Regions from separate parts of the Gossypium hirsutum genome. Here region 1 is linked to region 2. Evidence: chromatin contacts called from public Hi-C data. All regions are on one chromosome and are shown on one strand. The core of a region is the stretch at or near the end of the contact, and the rest is flanking DNA. Distances in the headings are between cores, read along the strand shown.

Evidence for each region. A called contact is a pair of places that touch in the nucleus more often than the background predicts.
Region 1: a contact with region 2 is called in a Hi-C map of leaf, with 1.8 times the contacts expected there. The contact joins the promoter of LOC107887360 here to the promoter of LOC107887366 in region 2. A contact is called at or near these places in 4 of 34 Hi-C or Micro-C datasets (callus and leaf).

The regions. Positions count from the first base shown.
Region 1 is chrA03:67,582,352-67,586,832 of Gossypium_hirsutum_v2.1, forward strand. It overlaps LOC107887360 (probable WRKY transcription factor 57), which reads left to right and starts at 1,661. Exons shown (of 3, transcript NM_001326738.1): 1 at 1,661-2,078; 2 at 3,081-3,224; 3 at 3,747-4,092. The coding sequence starts at 1,666. The coding sequence ends at 4,083.
Region 2 is chrA03:67,386,811-67,391,283 of Gossypium_hirsutum_v2.1, forward strand. LOC107887366 (eukaryotic translation initiation factor 5A-2) reads left to right here and starts at 3,184. Exons shown (of 5, transcript XM_016811573.2): 1 at 3,184-3,552. The coding sequence starts at 3,430.

The sequences.
Region 1 (4,481 bases), core at 411-2,910, 190 kb after region 2:
TTGCTAATGTCATCAATTACCAACCCTAATCATCTTTTGACTTTTTTGACTCCTCATGTCTCTATGGCCGGCTAGCTTGTATTTTAAGGGTTTAATTTCCCTTTAAAGACCCCCAATTTAGGTTCTCTAGCTATTTGACACCCTTCGCTATCAAAATAGGACTTTTGCACTTTATGCGATTTAGTCATTTTTCACAATTAAGCATGAAATCGCTAAAATTAATTCACCAAAATTTTCATCCTCTCATATAATCATGCCACAACACATAAAATAACATTAAAAATAATTTCTCTGACCTTGGATTAGTGGTCCCGAAACCACTGTTCTGACTGGGCCTAAAATCGGGCCGTTACATTAACAGTTTTACAAATTGGTACATGGGGTAACTAAATTAAGCTCATGGGACCTCAAAAATAAAAAAAATTACAAGAAAAGGACTAGAATTACCTTAGAAATCAAAAGACCAAAAAATTGAATGTCCAAACCCTATATTTTCTTCTTAGAATCGATTTGAAGAAGATGAAAAGGAAAATGATTTCTTTTCTTTTTCTTTTTCTTTTTCTTTTATAGTAAGTTTAAAATTAATCAATCTTAATTAAATTAACTAATTCCTAATTAACTTACTAATTATTATAACTAAACTAAAATGATGGATGAATACATCATCATCCCAATGCTATATAAAAAATAGGTCTAATTGCTTAATCGGTCCCTAAATTAATTAAAACTTTATAGTGATTAACTTTTATTATTTTCACAATTTAATCCGTACCTGCATCTGGATGAGGAGGGGGGATGCTCATAATCCTTCGAACAACTTCTTGTGGAACCCAAACACGAAACAAATCCAGATCTCACATGCCTCCCTCTATTACTATTCCACTAAGCAAGGAGTCTGAAACAAGATTAGCATGAGAAGGGATAATATTATTCAATGGGCCGACATTGAAATCCATTAATCTTTCCAACACTGAATACTATTTTCATCCCTAATAGACCAAACTATAGCATCACGAATCATTAACCAAACCTTAAAAAGCTCTCCAAAAAACGAAAATTTCCCCTCAAAATATTATCAAGTAACCTCTCTTCCAAACTAATTTTTATATTCTTAATTCTCATGTTTTACTAGAAATGCTATAATAACTAATTTCATCCTTACAATAATTAATATTTCACCGAGATTAATAACATTATCCATGTAAACTAAATGGATGTTTGGAGGACACGGTGCTTTGCTCGCGTTAGAGTTATGTCGGAAACTTTCTGTGCCTATCACTATTTTCAGTCCATGCGCGTGGGTCCCACATGCCATCCTTAACTATTTTCAGTTGACGCCGTTATTATCTTTTCTCTATATCCGACTATTCCCCTACTCTCTCTCTTACTCGCTCGTTCTTTGCACCTCATCTCTTTTTAACTCTCTTTTTTCTCTTTTGGATTGACGCTACAAAAGAAGAAAAAAATAAACTTCGAAATGCTAGGCGTCCCTTCCCAACACTAAAACTTATACATTCCAACCCAAAACCCTAGCTGGCTCTTTCTCTCTCTCTCCTTCCATTCCTTTTTTCTTTTCCTTTTTAATTCTTCCCTCTCCGCGTTCTGTTTTAGATTCTGTTTTGTCTGCTTTAATTTTTTAATTATTTTTTCCTTTCGTTTAAGAGGATGGAAGATAAAGAGGGTGTGGATCCAGCGAGTGAATTTACATCCAATTCGAGCTGGGCACTCGCTGGAGGACCTGACTCAGTCTCCGACAGCGTCAACTACTTCTTCGATAAGGAGAGCAATATACTGAGTGAGTTCGACTGGAATCTGCAACCTGATCATGCTGAACAGATTGACCGGTTCGATGAACTCGACCGGGCCGACACCAGGCCTTATTTGGCGGGAAGCTTTAGCGGCTCGCATAGCTGTGTTGCTGCTGCTGCGTGTGGTTCGGTTTCGGGTTCAGGGACAGCGTCGAGTCCTGCTGGCGGGGCGGCTGACGTGTCGACATTGATTCCATCGGTGTCTTCGAGCTCCGGAGAGGATCCGTCGGAGAAATATACGGGATCCGGCGGGAAACCGCCCGAGATACCGTGAGTAGTAGTGAACAAACATCCATCCCACCGATGAAAATAGGAAAAAAATGACATGAAAATTGGAAGGAAATGTTTCTTTTTTATCCTTTTCTTTTTTATGCTATTGCGGGGGGACTGAATCGTAATTAAGCACAATTTCTATGGGCAACATAAGAGATGTAATAAAAGCCACCGTATCAAAAAGTCATGAGAGAGAAGAGACGGGTGCAATCTTGGGAGTCCGTACACTCGGAAACTGTCAAACAGAAGCAGCCTTTGTTTCATGCAAGTTGGGGGAGGTTTAGGGTTGTTTCGTAAATTTAGCGACATAATAGGTGCAATTAAGGGAATAAAGGGCGAAAAATAAAAGGGACTTTTTGGCTACAATAAGCTAAGTGGCCTCCTTGAACACCGCCGCTATTGCAGCGGGAACGGCGTGCTTTCAGAAATCCCCTTTTTTTTTTAAAAAAAAAAAACTTCTTTCGGCTCTTTATTTCCACGTTAGGCAATAAGCGAGAATATAGCTCCGAAAAGCCCTCTTTTGGTGACATATGAACCCTTTAGATACTCCCAATTAGTACTTCTTCCCCATTTATTTTACCCCCATGAAGTCTGCCTTTTGTTCTGAATTCATCCCCTCACTTAAAGCTATGCATTCTCACTTTATACGGGATTTTAGTGTTATATATGTGATGGGTATTTGCCCATTGTTTTAGGAATTTGGAAATGCAGTCCTACAAAATGGACATTGGTCAGAGACATTCATCTCATGAAACCATGGATTAGTTTGTTCCATATTAATGCATTTCTTGTTTAAAGAAAGTTGTTTTTATTACTTTGATTGATTTTTATTCCCATCATTAATGGCTGCATTCATGTATCTACTTCACTAGTTGCATGTTTATTAGTTAAGCTTCCTTGCTCTCTTTTTTTCATTTTTCTCAAAGAAACAAATTTTAGGAATATGTTATCTTTTCGTTTTTTAATTTGATAAATTGTGGGTGGAATATTTTTGTGTAGGAGTAAGGCCAGGAAGAAGGGGCAAAAGCGAATTCGACAGCCACGTTTTGCATTTATGACCAAGAGTGAAGTTGAACATCTTGAAGATGGCTACCGGTGGCGGAAATATGGACAAAAAGCTGTTAAAAATAGTCCATTTCCTAGGTAAATCAGAGAAAAACTGACATGTTTCCCACTTTTTGAATTGGATTCGCCTGTTTTCAGTAAAATAATTTGAACTTTTAAAGTGAAATATCATAAACAGCATTCATTGTCAATATTGTAATCAACTTCCTTTCCAGGAGATTATTTATGAATTTCCTTCAATCATCTTTGTTATAGGGGAAGATTCCATCAATTCATTCATAAATGATTCCCGAAATAAAAAATTATTAATATAAACTAGAGTTAATGATAGTACTTCTTTAACAAAGTTAAATATTTATCATTGAACCACTATCGTTATATACAAAAGGAGATTCCTTCAATTCATGAATATGTAATTGATATTTTGTTTCAGGGTTAAAGAAAACAAAAAAAAATCATGAATTGAAAATTTTCATGTAAAAGGGCAAGAGCCCTAAGAGGACTCCGTATGTTAGAGAGTGATGAAATATGATTTCATGCATAAAAGCATTAATGGAAACGCAAATTTTCAGAATGTTGTGTGCAAAATCTGATTTGCAGGAGCTACTACCGTTGCACAAACAGCAAATGTACAGTTAAGAAGAGGGTAGAACGCTCCTCTGAAGATCCCACCATTGTCATTACTACATATGAAGGTCAGCACTGTCATCACAGTGTCGGATTCCCCCGTGGTGGACTCATCAGCCGTGAAGCTGCCTTTGCTGGTCGATTCACTCCTTCAGTCTCACAATTTTATTATCCACACGGGGAAATTCCTGCAAGCATAATACGTTCACAGCAAGTACCGATAGAAATAGTAGAATCTCGTCCACTGCCACAAACCACAAATGAAGGGCTACTTGGGGATATTGTTCCTCCAGGAATCCGTAACAGATGAGGAAGAGATCATTGTGGTATGCATTACATACTTTTGACTCCTTGACGCACTTTGCCTGAATTTCTTCTATTTTGGTTCACTTATTCTACGTTTGTGTGCTTCCTTTTTGGTACCGTCTGCTTTTTGTATGTTGACTGAGCTAGTTATTGAAAGGTACTAATCCAATCTCCCACCATGAGTGCTTCACACAGCACTGTAGCTTCTTAATTAGACACTAACTAGTGGACCATTGTGATTGCTATTTAAAACCACTTGCATGAGATATAGAACACTTCTGTTGAGCAGTCCTAATATATAAGATTGACTGCGACCCACAATGTTGATGGATATACTGATAAGAGTGATATATTAGGTCAGTCTTCCTTATGATTTCTTGGTTTCCCTTCAGCAATACATCA
Region 2 (4,473 bases), core at 1,934-4,433:
GCCTACTGGCAGTCGCCAATATTTGTTGAATTTGAGCATTGATTCGCTCTAAACTAGGCTTTATCGAATATGATAAAGTAGAAAAACCTAAGGCCATATTGTCAAACCTGGGACTTTTCTTCCCATTACCATTTTCTATTGGGCTATCTTCTATAATGACATGATCCATTTTATTAGAGGGACCTACATTAGCATTATCAGCTTGAATCTTGCACCCTTCCAAATTAAATCCCAAAATGGGATTGATTGACATTCTCGATTCTCCTTTCAACAAATCCCTTACATTTCACCCTACCATTGCTTTCCCAATTAGCGTCATCTTCCTCACGAAGCCAAACACTGTTCATTGTTGATACCTTTTTAGTATTCGCTCTCAACATTAAATTTCATCACATTTCCACCTCCTTTAATCCCTAATTAAGTCTTTTTGGGCAAAAATTATCATCATGGCCTAGACATTCACATAGTAAACAAAAGAGAGTTAATCTTTTATATTGAAAATTAACATAAGTAAATTTTGACTAAGAGATCATAATTTTTTTCGTCGTTTCAGCGGTTACGAATGTCTATCTGCACCTGGATATGAAAAAAATTTCATTCCGTGATTTAACTGTTTCGTGTTGTAGCAAATGAATTCTCCAATAAAGTAACCAAACAATTTTGCCATGGATTTCGGCAAAAATTCCGGAGGGAGATAATGAACTTTGATCCAAAATACAGAAGAAATAATAGGAACTTCCATTAAATCTTCTTCCTACTTTAATCAGTGAAAAACTAGTAGATAGTTATTGAAAGTCCAAGGAGCACTCATAATCACATGCTCAATTTCCAACTCATGGAATAATTTGAACAAATACCACTTCCAGTCCAGATCTGAGATTTGAACTTCTCCCAACGGATGCCAAAGATTTGCCATCGTGTTCTTCATTACTGGAAAGTGCACCACACTCGCCGTTAAAAAACGCATCCAACCAAACTGCAATCATAGATCAATTTTCATGAGATCTCGTTAGTAGGCAAAATCAAAACTTCTTCTTCACCATCCTTTATATTGAGATATGCCAGTTCTTTTTCCATTTCGACAAAGCCCTAATAGAACATTCTTTAATTGAAAACAGTAGAATAGAACAACATGAATAAAAAAACAAAATCACAAGACGTGCTACAGAGAGTAGATTAGAAAACAACCTTTATGATTTTTTTTTAAATAGTAGAGGTTGCAGAGATTTTAATTTTTATAATTTTATTTATTAAAATATTTATAATTTTTTTATTATTCTTTATAAGTTTATATCAATTTTATATTTTAAATTTTAATAATTTTTCAGATATATATATTTTTTATGGAAAAAAATATATTAAACTAGAAGTTGCCACATGTCACAATTTGATTGATCCGTCAATTTATTTTAACGATCAACGTGATCAATGATGGGAATTATTAATAGAAAGATTTAATTGATTTTTTTGTTAACGAAAGGAACTTAATTAAGTGTGAATTTAATATAGAAATTTAACTTATACTTTTCTATTTTTAAAATTTTTTTTTGACATAAACTTAAATAAAAATAAAAGGTTTTTTAAAAGAGAACTAAAGAGAAGTTATAATATCGTATAACATTTTTTTTGTAATGTAATGAAAAAGTAAAGAAGTAACTAAAAATTAAAAAAAATGATTGCATGAAATAATTTCACATAACTTTTATTATTTTTTCAATAGGAGAAAAATTAAGAAGAAAAATATAATTTATTATTCTCCTATTAAACAAATAAAAATAACATAAAATCACAATTTAATATAACCTCTCCTCAATAAAATATAAGCAAATGCAGGGTTTTTTACCCCAATATTATAAAAAAATTATACACCAAAATGGGTTGTCAGCCAGATTAATTACGAAAATGGTATACTTTTTGGGGTCGTGCCTACCTGACAGGCACAACCTATTATTTTATTATTAAAATTTTTTTGTTTTAAAAAATTATTATTATATTATTTTTAATATTTATATTAATATATAGATAAAAATACGGGTTTTATACAGATAAAAAATACCCGAAACGGGTCGAGCCTGTCAGGTAGGCACGACTAGTCGTGCCTAATAGGCAGGCACAACACCCTGCACATTTCCCTTTTCTTTCTTTGCATTTTACAAAAAATTGGTCTTATATCACTTTTGGTCTCTCTACTAGGCCTAAAATTAAAATTCAATCTTTATACTTGAATTTCTACAATAATATTTGGTCCTATTTTTTATAATTTTTTTCCAAATAATTAATATTGTTAATTACTCTGTTAAAGTTTTTAACGTGTTTTTTAAACAAAATATTAGTTTAACAAAACAATGATATGTTAAGCTGTAATAAGTTTTAAATAATAAAATTTCTAACAAAAATGTATTCCAACTTAACATATCATTGTTTTGTTAAACTAATATTTTGTTTAAAAAAACACGACAAAAATTTTATCAGAGTAATTAACAAAAATTTTAATAAAATTTTGTTAGAAATTTTATTATTTAAAACTTATTCCAACTTAACATATCATTGTTTTGTTAAACTAATCAAAAATTTTATAGAGTAATTAACAAAAATTTTAATACAATTTTGTTAGAAATTTTATTATTTAAAATTTATTCTAACTTAACATATCATTGTTTTGTTAAACTAATTTTTTGTTTAAAAAAACACGTCAAAAATTTTATCAAAGTAATTAACAATATTAATTATTTGGAAAAAAAATTATAAAAAATAGAACCAAATATTATTGTAGAAATTCAAGTATAAAGATTGAATTTTAATTTTAGGCTTAGTAGAGGGACCAAAAGTGATATAAGATCAATTTTTTGTAAAATGCAAAGAAAGGGAAATGTGCAGGGTGTTGTGCCTACCTGTCAGGCACGACTAGTCGTGCCTACCTGACAGGCTCGACTCGTTTCGGGTATTTTTTATCCGTGTAAAACCCGTATTTTTATCTATATATTAATATAAATATTAAAAATAATATAATAATAATTTTTTAAAACAAAAAAAGAAATTTAATAATAAAATAATAGGTTATGCCTATTAAGTAGGTACGACCCCAAAAAGTATACTATTTTTGTAATTAATCTGACTGACAACTTATTTTGGTGTATAATTTTTTTTTTATAATATCAGAGTAAAAAACCCGTAAATGCATTTGAGGCAAAACGTCCTTTACACGCAGACCTAAAAGATATTTTCCAATCCCACAATGGACTACACTCTCTCCCCACTTCAACATACTTGACTTTACCCAAATTTCCCACATTTCCTAAAATAAAATAAATAAATAAAACGAAGTTAACCCTGCATTTTCATACATTTTCACAGTTATAAAATCCATTTCCCTTTTGTCTCAATCGCTGCTTTTCCAGTGTTTCTCTATTGTTTTTTTTTAAAGCGGTGATGTCGGACGAGGAGGACCACTTCGAGTCTAAAGCTGATGCTGGAGCTTCTAAAACTTATCCCCAGCAAGCTGGTACCATCCGTAAGAACGGTTACATTGTTATTAAAGGCCGTCCTTGCAAGGTTAGCCTAAATCATTTTATTTTGTTGGTAAAATTTTTAACTCATTTTTTTTATGATAATTCTTAAATCTGGCAATTGGCTGAAAAGGAAATTATTAAATAATTTAATTTTTGATCTCTAAATACGGTTTGGGTAGAGTCATACTATTTGATTTTGTATTTGGTGCATATGATGTTGTACATGTTGCGGAAGCGACGATAATATTAATAACAATATTATCAGAAATATTTAGATAATTATTATGCCAACAATTATACTAAGAAAATTCCCAGTTAAATTGGAGGGGTCACAATGGTCCCGCTTAAAACCCAACAACTAGACAGAACTCACTTAGATATTTATAGCAATAATAACTAAATAAATATAACCAATATAAAGCTATTAAATAAAAGCAAACAAATAAGAAATAAAATACCAGAGTTTTAACGAGGTTCGGCCAATTTAGCTTACGTCCTCGGACACTACCAAATTAATATTTCCTCTAGAAATATTACAAAGGAGAAGATTTTGGGATAATACAACCAAAGGGGGAGGGGTTCTATATATAACAAACCAAACCCCCTCCATTTCTATCTTTTCCTAATGTGGGATATTGCCAATATTCAACAAATCTCCACCTTGGCGATATTCCACATCTTCGAACATCTTCTCATAACACAAACTTCAATAGTGTCTTCAATTTTGCAACCAATCGCCTTCTTCCCTTTTGGTAGTTGTGCCAGCTTCCACATCTTGTTTTTCTCTAGAGATTGCATTTCCTCTTCCATTGCACCTAACCATCTATAATTCTCTAAACTCTGAATGGCTTCGGTGTAAGTGGATGGAATATTATCAACAACTGGAAGTGCATAAGCTACCATGTCAGTGAAACGAGCAGGTTTCTGAATTTCTCGTCTCTGCCTTCTGACTGCAATTGGCTCT